Regions from separate parts of the Mus musculus genome. Here region 2 is linked to region 1. A link is a contact called in public Micro-C data. All regions are on one chromosome and are shown on one strand. The core of a region is the stretch at or near the end of the contact, and the rest is flanking DNA. Distances in the headings are between cores, read along the strand shown.

Region 1 (7,595 bases), core at 2,729-5,228:
TGACAATTAAGTAGCCAGCACAGAGGTTGAACTTTTTTTTTCCCAATATGTTGATTGACCATTTTCATTTCATCTTTTGAAAGCTGTCCATTTCATGGGCTCATTTATTGATTGGGCTGTTTGATTTCTCACATTTTTGAGCTTGTGTATATTAGGTATTAATATTATCATATGTGTAGCTAGCAAAGATTTTGCCCATTCTATAGGCTGTTTCTTCACTCACGTAACAGTCTCCTTTTTGCTGTGTGGAAGCATTTTGGTTTCATGCAGTCCCATTTGTAGATCCTTGGCATTCAATCTGAGGCAGCTGGAGTGATATTCAGGAAGTGTTAGCCTGTGCTTTTCCCCTACTTTTTCCTCAACAGTTTCAGAATTTCACGTCTCACATTCTTGTCTCTGATTCATTTGGAGTTGATTTTTATGCAAGGTGAGAGGGATCCAGTTTCATCCCTCCCATGTAGATACCCAGGTAGTCTGGAACCATCTGTCGGACAGGCTGCCTTTTTTCCACTGTGTACTTCCTGCCCACCATATCAGTTATGAAAGAAAGTTTCCCCTTTTCCTGAATATACTTGGTGTTTTTAACTTGTTTCTTAATCATATGTCTTATAGTCATTTTATGACAATCAAATTATTTTTCTTGTTTTTATTTCTTTAATGAGGTAAATTGTATTGATGTTTCATGCAGTATATCACTTTTTTCCCCTCAGGGGAGAAAATCCAAACTTCGTTATCATATAGTATAGCTAAGAAATGCAAGCTTTCCAGCGGAATGCAGGCAAGGCAATATTGCTGGACTCCATTTGCTAATATTGTACTTGGGACATTTTCTTCCATATTCATAAAGAAATTGGCCTGTAATCTCCCTTTCTTATAATAGCTTCGTCACTTCGATATCAAGCATATGTTACCTTCATAAGATAACTCGGGAAGGGAGCTTCTTTTCCCTTTCTGGAGGAGTTTTGTGTTTTCCTTGTGTTATTCCTTCTTTAACTGTTTGGGGGAATTAATCAGTGGAGCCATCTGGTTTGGAGTTTTCTTCATGGGAAGAGATTTAATAAAAAAAATGATTTCTTTGATAGAAATGATACTATCCAGCTCTCAATATAATGAGGGCTTCTTTGAAGGTCATCTTCCCCCTGGGGCCTGGAGTGATGGTGGCTGCTTTCAACTCTGGTGGGTTTCCACTTCCATGATACCATAGAATGAATGAGTGTCCTCTCAGATTCATGTATTGGACCATGAATTCCCCAGTGTGCTGGGACTTAAAAGCAGAACAGTTTATTTGGTTCCTTGGTGACGTAGTCGTGAAGAAAGGTGCTTACGCTGAGATTGCTACTGAGAAGAGCCCAGAAGCCCCTGCCTCTTGTCTCAAGTGAGGACATAGTGAGAAGCTGTCGTCTCTAAGCCAGAAAAGCCAACCTTCACCAGACACAACATTCTCTGGAGCTGTTCCAAGACTTCTTGTTCTTCTAAACTGTGAGAAACAAACTTCTATTGTTTATTAGCCTTCCCAGTCTGTGGAATTTTCATGGTAGTACCCTAAATGGAGTATAATAGATGATGTATATATACCTACTTTTATTCTGTCTGTTTCCTCTTTGAGACATGTGGTTTCCTTTAAATCAGTGGTTTATTTCCCCTTTTCTTTTAAAACTCTTGGTCATTTTCTCTTCATATGGTTTCTGCTATGTCACTCTCCGTGACTCCACTTCAAGATGCCTCCACCTTTTTGCCACATGCCGTCTGTCTGTAAATGTTCTTCCCTCCTTCCCTCCCTCATTTCTGTTTCTATTATTTGTGGTCTATTCTTCTGTATTATTATTGCATATATATGCAAATGAATGATGAGTGCAAACTGCTGAATTAGTTTAGTGTCTCTTGGACTCTCCTGACCAACAACTTGAAGGGATTTTTGTCATCCCTGGACCTGGGGGGAAGCCACATGGTATTTCATCATTTAAACTGTATACATGCATATACAGATATACTTACATGTATTTTAGGTAAATATAAAACTCTATGATACCTTACAACTTTACCATGCATCCCTCAGTGTTATTTATCTCCCCTTCCTATATCTCTTGTCTTGATCAACCCCTCCCCCTTATACCCCTTCCACTTTTCCATCTCTCCCTTCATGTTGTCTTCATGTTACCTGTATTACCCTCCAAAAATCAATTTCCTAACCTTACCGCAACTGCCAACTGCTGTGTGTGTGTGTGTGTGTGTGTGTGTGTGTGTGTGTGTGTGTGCCTGTCTGTTGAGCTTGGGAAGGAGACTGGATGGGGGGATTATACACACCCCAGCCCATCATTAGCCAGTAGTTTGGCAGGGACAGAGAGAGTCCTTCCCTGATCATTGATTGATTGTTGATAGTTCTTGTATTAGCCCAGGCTGGATGCGCACTCACTATCTACCTACTTTGTCCTGCTGAATACTGGGACGACAGGTATTCACCACCACTCACTAGTTAATTAAAAATATTTTAGCCAGGTATGATGTGTCACACATGTAATCCCATGACTTTGGAGGCTAAGCCAGGAAAATCACTTTGAGTTCCAGGCCATTAAAATACACCGCAAGTTCTAGGCCAGCTTGGTCTACAGATTCAGACTCTGTCTCAAAAAAGGAAAAAACAATCTCACACACATAAGATAAATAAATAAATCTTTTTAAAAAAAGAGTGTACCACCATGCACAACTTATATTAACATTACCCAAAAAAATCCAATTACTCTACCAAAACTCTCAAGCTTTCTTGAGCATATTGCTAGAAATTGAACTAAATGGCTGGTATCTCCATGTCTGACAATAATATTTGTATTATCTGTGTTATTCATCTTGTCTTTTTTTATAGTTACTTTTTATTTAGTATCAGATATCAAGAATATAACATTTCGCATGGATAATAGAAATCTTTTTTAAAAATGTTATTTCTATCCAGAGAAGATTTTTTTTTTCTCCTTTGGGTATGCAGCTCATTTAAGGGCCCTAGGGATTCTACTCACAAAGTTCCAACCTGTGTTTTGAAGCTTGGTTTTGTTTACTGTAAGAATTGCTTTGTTTCCTGTACCCTAACATCTAGAGGATAAGTCTTCCAGATCATACCCCAAAACCCTTTGTGCTTCCAGGGCCTTGCTACCCTGATGCACCCTACAGAACCAGCAGTCACCCAGATGTCAAGCCCCTGTCTCTAGGCTTCCTTCTTCTTCTGACTCTTTAACCTACAAATCATCATTTTCTAACTGTGGTGTCTGTCAGCAGATATAGAATCTGTTTCTATCTTTCTAAGAGGAAACCTGGCTAGATATGAAACTCCTTTGAGCTTGGGAAGGAGACTGGAGTGGGGGATATAACAGCATCTACACAGCCTCCACTTAGCTTCTACATGCCTAGGCAGTCTCCCTTTAATCAGGACAAGGGGAAAATATGTATGCTGAGGAGAGTCTGTAGAAGCCAGAATGTTTGGATTCAAGAAGGATTAATCAATCCTTTGTCTGTCTGTCTGTCTGTCTGTCTGTCTTCCTTTCTCTCTCTCTCTCTCTCTCTCTCTCTCTCTCTCTCTCTTTCTTTCTTTCTTTCTTTCTTTGCTTTGGATAGGGTAAGTCAAACTTGGTGATATCTAAGTGCTATGTAATTTGAAATTCTAGGATTCTATTAAATGAAGCTGGGCTTCATTTAGGTTAATTTAGAAGTTTAATTAGAACTTAAAGTTTCTCCTGTAGTGATAAGGAGGCTTATCATCATAAAGAAAACTTCTGGGTTTTAATTTCAGCACAATAGCTCCCACTTGTAAAACACTGAACCAACTTCCATCCATAGTGTGCAATGGAATTGAAAATCTTATGTCCAGAACAAACTACTTGCAATATTATCTGCTAAGAATTCGCTTTTCTGTGAATCACTATGCAGTCATACAATGAAGCAGCTTTATCTCTGCCCTATCCTGTATTGTGGTTTTTATTATTTCTTACATATGCTTTGCAGGCTCTGGATCTTTTCCTCTTCATGATATTAGTAACTTCCCTTGTCCAGCCTTATGTTCCTGTATTCTTACACATTGTTTTTCTGTCTTCTCTTTCCCTTAACCCCATTTCCCACTTCTCTCCTCCAAGCTATAATTTCCACTGTGCTCTGTAGACCTTGTTCTCCATAGCATGGCAAGAGGAGGTGGTGTCTCTGGGTTCCCTTCTGCATTCTCCTTTATTGAATATTTGTCCAGCCATTGGCTTCCATTGAACCCCAGTTCTCTCTTTCTCGAGGGGATCTGTTTCTCCTGTAGCCTTCACTTTCCTCCTCATCTCAAACTGAGAAGTCAAGATCATGACTCCTTTACCATTTAAAACTCACCAGCTCCTTGCAGCCCTGGGTAATCCACCCCCGATTGTGTTAACCAAGTACTCCAGTACTCAGATACTGTCTGTTCTCACCCCAGGGACAAAACCACAGCATTGAGGCTTTCGTCAGTGTGATGACCACAAAGCCCAAAGGTACACCAAGCTCCTGACTCTTACTATTCACTCCCCTATTGAATTCACTTTGCTGACTCTGTGGGAGATAGTTGGCGTCTTCTTGTTTCATGACTCAGGCCCATCTCTCCTCAGTCATATCTCAGAGTAAGAACAGATATCATATGAAGAGAGACAGTTCATCTCTTTGTGACACCAATTCTGGAACTGACATTATCTGTCATTGCTTCTGTTGCAAAAGGAAAAGAGGACCTACCACTTTCCGATACTGACAACCTGTTCTTTTTCTCTGAATTGTAAACACTATTAGGATGTGAGTCTTTATTGTGACAGCATCTCTCTCTGACGTAGGATCTTCCATTATTTATCTCCTGTGTTGAGAGACTTCCCTTTTAGAGGTTATGAGCATACACAGTTCATAGAGATAAGTAGCCTAAATACTTGAAAAGATACTTCAGCTAATTTATAAAACTGTACAAAATAAAACTGCACTGAAATGCCATTTTTATCTTACTATACTGGCAAAAAGGTAAAAGTCTGAAACATGTGATATATGAGAAAGAAACACCATGTTTAATGAAGGCTGCCTTCCTCCAGTGCTAGAGTATTGAACCTGGGGCCCTTGGTCATGCTGGGTAAGTGTTCTATCCTGAGCTGTAACCCTCATCATGGAGGGGTCAGTTTCATATTGCACTGCTTGGGTGGGGGGCAGGGGAATTACAACTTTACTGAACATCAGGTTGATAGTATGTAGCAAAATTGTCAAGTCTATGATAGCCATGGACCTCAGTCCCTGATCTTAAGTTCATCCTATATCAGACTGTGCATCCTAGAGTGACTGCAAGACTTGGCTGTGCACTCTTCCTGGGTACTTCTGTCCAGATCCAAACCTTTAAACACCCCTTTGTAAACTACTGACCCTGAATTTAGTCCTTGAGCTTAGAAACTCCTCTGGCTACAGATCTGTGGCTATGGATTTTGACTCTCCTCTCAGGGTACCCCGATGCTGCCAATACACTGGCTGGGAGAAGACTGGGCAACTTTGGGAAGCGGTGGGGTCCACAGTCCTCCTGGGCATCAGATGCTGATGTATGCCAGGTCAAGAAAGGTGAAGTGGAATCTGGGGCAAACAGGATCTAGATCCAGTTGGCTTTCTGAGACAATCTTAGCTTGTGGTAACTTCTTTATTGGGGGTGAGTTTGAATTGAACACATACTTTATTCAGTGTGTATATATATATATATATATATATATATACATATGTATATATAGTTATATAGTTATATTGTTATATTATGAATATATATGTGTGTGTATATATATATATAGTTATATAGTTAGTTATATAGTTATATAGTTTTGGGGATGAGACTGTCCAGAGTGGCAAAAGGTAATAGGCTGAAAGCTAAGGCACTGAGATGCCTCATTTGCCTGGAGAGGAGCTCCCAGTATGGTGCTTCTGACTGACTACTTGTGACCACCAAGTTCAAGGCAGGCACAGAAACAGGGAGATAATTAACCCTACTCCTGCTGGTCACGGGATAAGATTCTAATCTCAAGTTTTGAGATGTCCATGTTTTGGTCATGCTCAACCTTGCCCATTCTATGCCAGTTCCTCTGGTGTCAGGGTCCATACGACCTACATGGGCCAGTCTGTTTACACAACCTATGTGCTGGGTTGATGGCACTTCAAACTTATAGTAGCCCAAATAAGATATATTTTTCATCTCCCCATCTACCCCCACAAATATCTATGTTCTCCCCCAGCTACCTTTCTCTGAATCTTTGATTTTACTTAACTGAACAATTTTGTATATTCCTTAAATTTTCTGTCTTTTGGTTAAGAGCCAGTTTTAACCCTTGGCTTTACACCACCTTCAGCATTGCTTCTCAAGGATGTTGGCCTCGCCTGCCTTCTCTAGTTTCAACTCCAACCTTCTCTCTTGCACTGGAGCCAACAGTACGGTTGCTTCTCACCATGGTCCCCACACCATCTCTCCCTTCCTTTGCAGGTCCTAGCTTCTTCTCCAGCTCCTACAAGGTGACCTTCTATCTGTTACTTCCATCTTGTTTAGCTCTTTGAATAAAACCCTGAGAATGCTAATTAAGCTCTCAAGTGACAATGTAGGATGCTGTGTATGACTGGGATCATGAGGCATAGCTGCAAAGAGAATGGAATGTCATATCTTGAATCAGCCAATTAGCCTGGAGGAACATTATCACTGGCCACTTTATGGCAAAATATAGTGTAGCTAGCCAGGAAGCACAGCAAGAATGAGATGTTCTCAAAAGGTACCATCTACCTGCTGTGGTAAGCCCCAAGTATCTTTCTGCCCGTGATGGATAACAGTCACTCTGTCAGGTGCTATAATGCTGGGTTTCTGGGGGTTGGACCTATGTCTTTGATGCATTTCATTATATCCAGTTTTTAACACTGGGATGAAAAGTCCAGAATCTGCTGCCCTCCATAACTAACTTGTGGTCTCTGACTGCAGTTTTGCCCTGATCTCTGCTAATTACTCCTCTGCTACTAACACTTTATTTTGGCATTATCTAAGCCAGAGTTGCCCTTTCTTTCTTTTGAGCTTCAGGTAACATCATTTAAGTTGTCTTTTGAACAAATCTGATCATGTTTGTTCAGTATCAAGTTCGCCTGAGCTTTTCGTTGGACTAAGGTGGCAGAAGTAAAGCCTCTATTCATACCCATGGGCTTCCTCACCATCGTCCTTTCACATTTTCATCATCTGTATATATGGAGATACATATAGTCCAAAAATATTTAAATATGGATGAAAAGCTGCTTCCAGAAATGTAATTGATTTTCAGTGATACAAAATTGTCCCTAAAAAAATCACGTGGTATTATGATGAAGCACATCTGTGGGGTTAAAAATTTAATAGGAATAATCTAGTGGAAGAAGATGAGGACTAGTAATTTACAAAAGACTTGCACTTGCATTGTTGTTGCAACAATTGTTACAGGTTTCCAATTATAATTACCATTATGATTAGGCAAATGGGATGAGATTTTTAATATGAAAATTACTGTAGACTCATTCTTCCTTTGTCTGTAAGAGGATTTGAGTATTAAAGCATCATTGTCTCCACCTGCTAGAGATCTTCT
Region 2 (7,595 bases), core at 2,097-4,596, 380 kb before region 1:
ACTGGGTCCCGTCACAGGTAATTGGGTCACTATGGTATTCTTGAAAGTGGAGATTCATTTGAAAAAAAGACTTAAAAAGTATTTTCAATTTACTTTCGGTTACATTTAGGTTATTTTAGTCAGTATGGTTATTAGAATTTTACCCCAGGAATTCAATTAGAACAGAATCCTTTGAAAAAATATATATATTCTCTAATGATTATATACTTTACTAATGAAAGTATAGTCTTTTTTTTTTTTTTTGGTTTTGCTAGTTACATTTTAAATAATGAAATTATTGTAATTATTTTTATTTAAGGGCAAAATATCTGTATAGCTAATAGCCAAAGCTAACCAGAGTGCTTTAAAAATTAATGAATATTTATGAAGTTCAGGAGTAGCACAATACTGCCCCTGCCTGCTTCAGGAAAACAAATGTATTGACTCCGTTCTCCTAAAATAACCACCTTTAGTTATCGATGGTTAAAATAAATTTATTGCTAAAATGATTGTACATGATGTAATTTTTGCAATTCATGAGACTTGGCCCTGTTTACTAGGTTTAGATCTCTTTCCAAAAACTAAATCTGTTTTATCTTTTGACATGCCTGAATGCCATTTCTGTTCATTAATTTCCCATCTCAACATGTTTCTCTCTTAGTTTTCTGGGCTCCCCTCCCCCCTTGTTTTAGCGGTTCAAGTACATGGCTCAGGGTTTTCAGGCCTTCGTTTATAGCTGGTATACAGAAAGTAGCATCGTTACTCAGCACTTCCACTCGTCCTAATTTATCTACACACACTGGAAGCTGCCTGTAACATTTCCCAATGACAGTGACAACTGGACGTCAATAAAAGGACCCCACCCATTTCAACCTTGTTTGTATAAAGTTAATACTTGTGTATATTTCTTCTGTAACAGAGGTAAGGCTATTGGTCTGTTGTTGTTTCGTTTTGTTTTGGTTGTTGTTGGTTTTGGTTTTTTCCTAGCTTGTTAAGACAAGTTTTCTAGGCAGATTGCTGGTTAGCTTTAGGCTAGATTTTTTTTTTTTTTTTTAAATCATTGAACACCAGATAGACAAAGGAAAAGAAATATGATGTGAATTTAAATGATCAAAAATCCATTCTTTTAAGATAATTTTTGGTTCTCTAAGTTCAAAATTCTACAGTTTTTCTTCAAGTGAGTTTGTAACAAGAAAGATAGAATCATTTTCAACAAGCTAGCAAATTTAGGTCAAAATTTTCATTCCCTGTTGGGAGCAGGGTGGGATATGAGAGAGGGAGGGGCTGGAGGAAGGAACGGAGATTCTTGCTTCTGTTTGGAACTTATTGAATCCAAATCTCCGTATGTTTGACACTGATGCACCCTGCTCTGTGTGCCGGGCTCTGTGTGATTCCTGCTTGTTCTCCGTAAGCAGTGCTTAGTGCTACCTGCTAGGTGAAGGTGCTTGTTTGAGAAGATGCCAGGTTTAATCTGAGATTATTCCAGCTGCTCTTGATGTCTATCCTGTAACATGTTTTCACATGTCTAAGGCTTGCTGCTGCAGCTCAAAAAACAAAAAACAAACAAAACAAACAAACAACAGGAGCAAACAACAACAACAACAAAAACAAAAACCCTCAAACCTGTGTTGATACATAATTTATGTGTTTAGCCAAGAATGCGTTGTATGATAAGATTAGATAGGAGATACTCTAAAATCCTAAATAAATTAGCAAACTCTTGATAATAATTATAGTTTGATGTCTTAGTAACCACACTAGCAGAGTAGCCATTTTCCCTTCTAAAGTTGTCATGAACTTTCTTTGACCATGAAGATAGTAAAGGGAAGTTTACAGCTTGGACTTAACTTCATCTGGAACTGGTCTGGAATGAAGCTAGGCTTTGCATCCTAGACTAGGGGGGTCATAGTTTCGATTCCCATTGCCCATGGCAGGATGTTTAATTTCACTCCTGTGACTTAAAGACTTTATAGTGACGTTTGAAGAGTGGAATGTGGAAAGTATCTCCAGTTCATAGCAAAGTGGGGATTAGATGAATAATGCTCCACGTGACACTTTGCCCAGGACTTGTCACTGAGATAACTGGGAGGCATGCCACTGTGTCAGATGTGCCCAAGTCAGAGATTGTGCTGGTCTCTCACTCTGGCAATTATTTTTGAGCATGCGATGTGTTTTGGGGTCCTGTAGTTCTTTCTTTCCAAATCTGCTGAATATAAGGTAAAATGAGATTTTTTTTTTTTCTAATTGTCTTTTCTGCAACCTAGACTTGTTTTCTAAAAACCCAGACTGGGTATCCTGCTGTTTACAGGTGGAAACAGAGTTCCGAAAAAATCTTGCTTATGATTTTGGGGAAAAGTTATATTTCCTCCATATAGATTTATGTCTGAAAGCCAAGTGCCGCTTTTAGGAAAGAAAAAAAAGAAGTTCTGGTTTTGTTAATAAACAATACTAACTCAGTTCAAGATGGCCTCTGGGAATTAGATATGGAAGGCTTAGGCTGCTCTGATTTAAATGTCTGAGGTCTGCAGCACATGCGATGGCCACCCACCTAGTGGCTACATAGAATGTTTATTTTCTATAATTTCCTGATTTCTTTCAAATGTGTGTGTGTGTGTGTGTGTGTGTGTGTGTGTGTATCGAGTCTCTGTGCTTGGGAGCCTTGTAAATCTTTTCCTTGTCTCTTCTCTCTATCATTACAAAGCACCCCCACCTCCAGAGTTTTGTCTCATCGGGCCTCCTCTGGAGCTCCAGTATGTGGTTGTGGAGTGGTGGATACCACCCTAGGGACACAGATTGTCTGCTTTGATGGCCACTCACATGGTCTTTAAGGCCCAAGGTAGCCTTTATTTATTTCCCCAATATCCCATCTCAGAAAGGTTATTTTTACCAAATGATCTCAAGGGTAGAGATGTTCTAGAATAGGCATTCAAACTGAGGCTACACACAGGCTGTGGTTCCTGGAGAATCCACCACTCAGGGCCCCAAAGCCCTCTAAAACATTTTATGAACACTAGAGGGCTCACGATGAATCCCCCAATGCCTTTAAAAGTCCCAGAACCCCAATTAGCTAGTGCCTGTAACTACATCAGGCCCATTTCTATTGTAAGGGCAAAAAGAAGCTTTGGGGTAGGCTAAAAATGACAAGGATGGATGTCTCCCATCCTACCACTCCAAGGAGAAGACTATAGGACAAGCAGCTGAAAGGACACATACCCAGACCAGACTCTTGACGACTCCTGGGCAGTGGGCCAAGCACTGGACCAAGCACTGGGCATGGCTCCAGAGGCTGGGTCCCTGCCCAGGGCACTTACTGGTTCAGAGCCAGCAGAAAAGAGCAGTCTTGGCAGCAGGCAAGTGAGTTGAACAGATTGGGAAAGAGCAGAACCAAGCAGTCCAGGGCACTGTCTCACTAGGTCTGATCAGCCCACCAGCAGTGGGGATGGAGCCTCAGGCCTCCTGCTGCCTGGAAGTGGAGCTATGGGAGGTGGGGCTGGAAGTAGGATCCAGTCCCAGGAGTGGACAACACCCAGTGGCCCACCTCAGGGAAGCAGGAGAGAGATAGAGCATCATCATGCTGGAGAGAAAACCTTGGCGTGGTATCCTTCAGTGACATAGGATGTCTCAGACTAGCTTAGTGTATCAGTTTCATGCACCCCTGAGAGCCGAGTGGGTCCAAAGGTCAGGGTTCCCCAGTGCCCCTCTGCTGTGTAATGTCTATAAAATGTTGGGGCGCCCAGCTGAGAGGCTTCTTTGAGAGAGGAATGAAAATCTTTCCATCCTATTAGTTCATTTCTCCTTTTCAGTTCTTACACTAATTTTATAAGGGAACACACACAGACACAGACACACACAGAGAGACACACACAAATACACACAGACATAGACACGCACACAGATATATACACACAGACATACACACACACACACACACACACACACACAAGAACACACAGAGACACACATACAGACATACATACACACAGAGACACCCACATACAGACACAGACATACACATACACAGGCAGACAGAGACACACATACAAGTACACAGAGAGACACCCACACACAGACACCCACATATAGACAGACAGACAGACAAACACACACACACACACACACACACACAGACACACACACAGAAACACACATACACACACAGGCTCACACACAGAGACAAACACATAGAGACATACAGACATCCCCCCACACATACACACAGACACAGAAAGGCCTCAGGACAGCAGCGAGATAACCAAGAAAGGCTGGGAGGCCACCCACCTCCCACACTATAACACATCCCTGCTATTGCTATGAGCCACTGTGGCTCTTCTTTAAGGATGAAAAGGTGGGAAGCCATTCTTCCCTACTCCTAAAGGAAGATAAACAGGCAGTTTCAGAAATTTGTGGACATGGAGGAATGAATATAGGCAATGGTTTGGAGCCAACAGAACAAGAAAGAGAATCAAGTATGGGCTCCAGTTGGGCTTGAGTAATGGAAGACTTCAGCTGGCAGCTCCCATGGCTAACTGGAGAAATGCTTTTCCTTTTCTTTGAAAACAGCTACCAGACAGTCATGGTGGCACAAGCCTGTAAGCTCAGCAATTCCTAGGCTGAGACAGCAGATAAGACCAGTCTGGGTCCATGGTGAGACCCCGAGTTACCAAGCAGGCCAAGTCAGACCTAAAATCAGATCCTGACTATGTGGTAGAGAGGACTCTGTTTAGGGATTTGTTTTTAGGAGATCTCATAAGTGCTTTTTACATGTGCTAAATTCTGAGAGCCACAGACACATAGTTTAAGAAAAATATCTTCCTCCTTTTTTTTTTTAACTCATGAGAAAAATAGACTTTCCTTTCTTCTGCTATTTTTGGAAGCTTTATAATCTCTTGGTGGGATGCCTTTCTTTCTGTTTACCTTCAGATAAGATGGATTTCATGTTGGTAGAGCTGGCAGGAGAGGGTTACTGAAATGTCCTAATATGTCCACTAATAACCACAGTAGCCAAAGATTTCAGAATTCAGCTTTCTAAGTACTTAAATGTGCTAACTCCATCTTACAGATAGAAAAATGGGCACAGGCAGGTGAGACCTCATGCCTAGATCTGGTTGTGTGGGAAAATTCGATTGCAAAACAGGAAAGGGACAAGATGCCTCAAATCAGTGTGCTCGAATCAAGTCACTTAACCTCTCCTTCATTGGGCAGACTCCTTGAGTTAACTCATAGATTGTATTAGGAAGCCATTCCGTGGTTTCTACACACTGTTCTTGTTTGAGACCTCGGTGAACAGGTGAAAAGAAATCTCAAAGCTAGGCCCTGTTGCTGGGTTTATCTAGTGTTGATCTGGATGGTATTTGAAAATCATTTCTAAACACTCAAACCAACCGATAGAATATCTCTAAATGAACGGACATGAAAATCCAAAAAACAATTTCTTAAAAGAAAAAGCAATAAGTAGCTGCGATCCTACACGGCCTCTCTAGAGCTTTGAAGCTGGTTTTAAGAAATTGATTTGGTTCCATCCTTGCTTTATGAAGGGCCATAAAGCCTGCCTCCTCTTCCTGGCTCAGCTCCCTAGACAGGATTTCCAGCACTCGCTAGCACAGCTTTGCTCCTGTTGTTCCCAAGCTGAGAACACACCTTTCTGATGGGAGTGTTGCAGTTCAGTCCTCCTTGCACACTGCAGATGGTATCTTCTGTGGGAAGCCCCCTCATCCCACTTCCCCGGGGAAGCTTACTGTTCTCTGGGCTCCCACAAAACACAGCTACTCCGGGTTCCAGCGCTGTAACAAGACAAGAGGCTGCAACGGTTTGTCTCAGGAGCTCTTCCAGGCCAGCCAAACGCTGTGATTTACTTATCTTTATGAATGTCACGAACCAGCAAAGTCTACAGCGTATTTTAAGTGCTATATAACACTTGTTAAATGAATGAAAAGGTTTAAGTGGTGTGGGTTATTATTATTTTTTTATTAGAGTGAGGTGGGCTGTACAAGGGCATCACACTGGTTTTTAGGCAGCCAACCTAGAATTCTCTGTCATTCACTGTGATAAAAGACATGATCCTGAAGAAGTGGACATGATTTTATGCACATAAACTTCCTGCTTTTTCTGCAGTAGTATAAGCATTGCTAAAGAACATGATCTGATGAGATTACTCAACGGGTAAAAGTGCTACCTAGTGCAAGACTGGGGTCCTGAGTGTAATCCTGGGGGTGGGGGTGGGGGTGGGGACCATCATCCATGCATGTTTCCACCCCACTCACACACATAATAATAAGTTTAGATTTTTTTTTCTCAGAACATACCCTGGGATAGATAAGAAAACACAGCTAGACATTGGACAAGAACAGTTACCAAATCAGCGTGACTGGGAGCAGAACTCAGCTTGGTTTACCAGCTGAGCTGGATTCAGACTGAAAGACTTGAAGAACAACAATGCCTGCTGTTCATTTTGTGCTTTTCTGTGGTTATGAACGATGCTGTTTTTCCCCTCCGTTTCTCCAAAGATTAGGGATACTCTGCTCCCCTTAGCCATCCTGTGCTAACGACGCAGAGAGGCAGAGTAAGCAAACTGAGCGGAGACCTGTCTTCCCTTCTCTTGGCTAAGAACTTTATCGAGAAAAAAATGACACCCCATACTTCCACATGGTCACGTGTGCTAGAAGGAGTGGAAGTTCCGGGCCCAGTCTTTCTTTCCAGCCTTATCCAGAACAACACATGCTGCATTTCTTCCCTCTAACCACACAGGCATGGTTGGCTTCCCATTATAGACTCTTTTACACACTCTTCCCTTTGCCCACTACCCTTCCTTCCACTGCCCTTTGATTTTGTTAACTAAGATTAGTCTTCACACAGCAGGCATACTTTCCTTAAGTCTCTGGTCTAGCCTCTCTCACTGGCTCCTTGTCTTTCCCTCTCTTTTCCCAACTCCTTCTCTCTCACTTCTCTGTTTTGTTTTATTTGATTTTTGAGTCAGGGTCTCACAGTGTATCTCAGAGTGCTCTTGCTGGGGTTACCAGCAAGCATGGACACACACAGCACCAGGTACCTTGTCATCACCTTAGCTCTTGCCACCAGAAGGAGCTGAGTTTCAGTTCCCAAACCGATGAAAAAGTCCTGCCATGAGGAAGCAGAGACAGGAGGGTGCCTGTGGCTTATTGTCCAGCCAGCCGAGCTGAGTTGGTGAGTTGGTGAGTCCCTGGTCCCATGGAGAGTTCTTGTCTCAAAAAAAAAAAAAAAAAGTCTTATTTTCTTACATTCTCCTATTTATGTAAATGCTGAGAGCAAGGACTTTGCCCATTTTTGCAACATTGTATCTCAAGTTCCTAGCATAATATTGAATAGAGAATAAGTCTTGATAGAATGAAGTCAGGCAGAGAAGCAAGCTTGCACAGGCTACTAATTCGAAGTATGTGTCAGTAAAAAAAAAAAAAAAAAAAAATCCTTTCCTCAAATATACTGAGGTAGGAGAACCATAAAATAGATGGCAGCAGGTATTTTGGTGGCACGTTCTTTCTTTGACTCTCTCTTATGCGCCAGGCCCCCAGATCAATCTTAAGGATACATTATGAATGACAGACACATTGAGGCTTGCTCTCAGGCTGCCATTAAAACTTCCC

Evidence for each region. Hi-C and Micro-C count contacts between places; a contact is called where the count stands out from the background.
Region 2: a contact with region 1 is called in a Micro-C map of granulosa cells, with 2.6 times the contacts expected there. The contact joins two enhancer-like sites. A contact is called at or near these places in 1 of 15 datasets of contacts at CTCF or cohesin (large pre-B cells), 22 of 484 Hi-C or Micro-C datasets (the AML12 cell line, B cells, the C2C12 cell line and 15 more) and 10 of 115 datasets of contacts at active chromatin or transcription factors (the NIH/3T3 cell line, T-cell acute lymphoblastic leukemia, differentiating embryonic stem cells and 7 more).

What each region holds. Positions count from the first base shown.
Region 1 is chr13:90,978,339-90,985,933 of GRCm38.p6, reverse strand. The region is part of intron 5 of Atg10 (autophagy related 10); the gene reads left to right. Among named protein-coding and RNA genes, the nearest start is that of Gm46434, 50 kb to the right of the region's middle. Within about 2 kb of position 3,978, at least 31 of the 459 cell types and tissues checked have an H3K27ac peak or open chromatin away from gene starts, as enhancers often do. A contact at or near this core is called in the C2C12 cell line and granulosa cells, where this site is marked.
Region 2 is chr13:91,361,157-91,368,751 of GRCm38.p6, reverse strand. No RefSeq gene overlaps it. Among named protein-coding and RNA genes, the nearest start is that of A830009L08Rik, 23 kb to the left of the region's middle. Within about 2 kb of position 3,346, at least 100 of the 459 cell types and tissues checked have an H3K27ac peak or open chromatin away from gene starts, as enhancers often do. A contact at or near this core is called in the C2C12 cell line and granulosa cells, where this site is marked.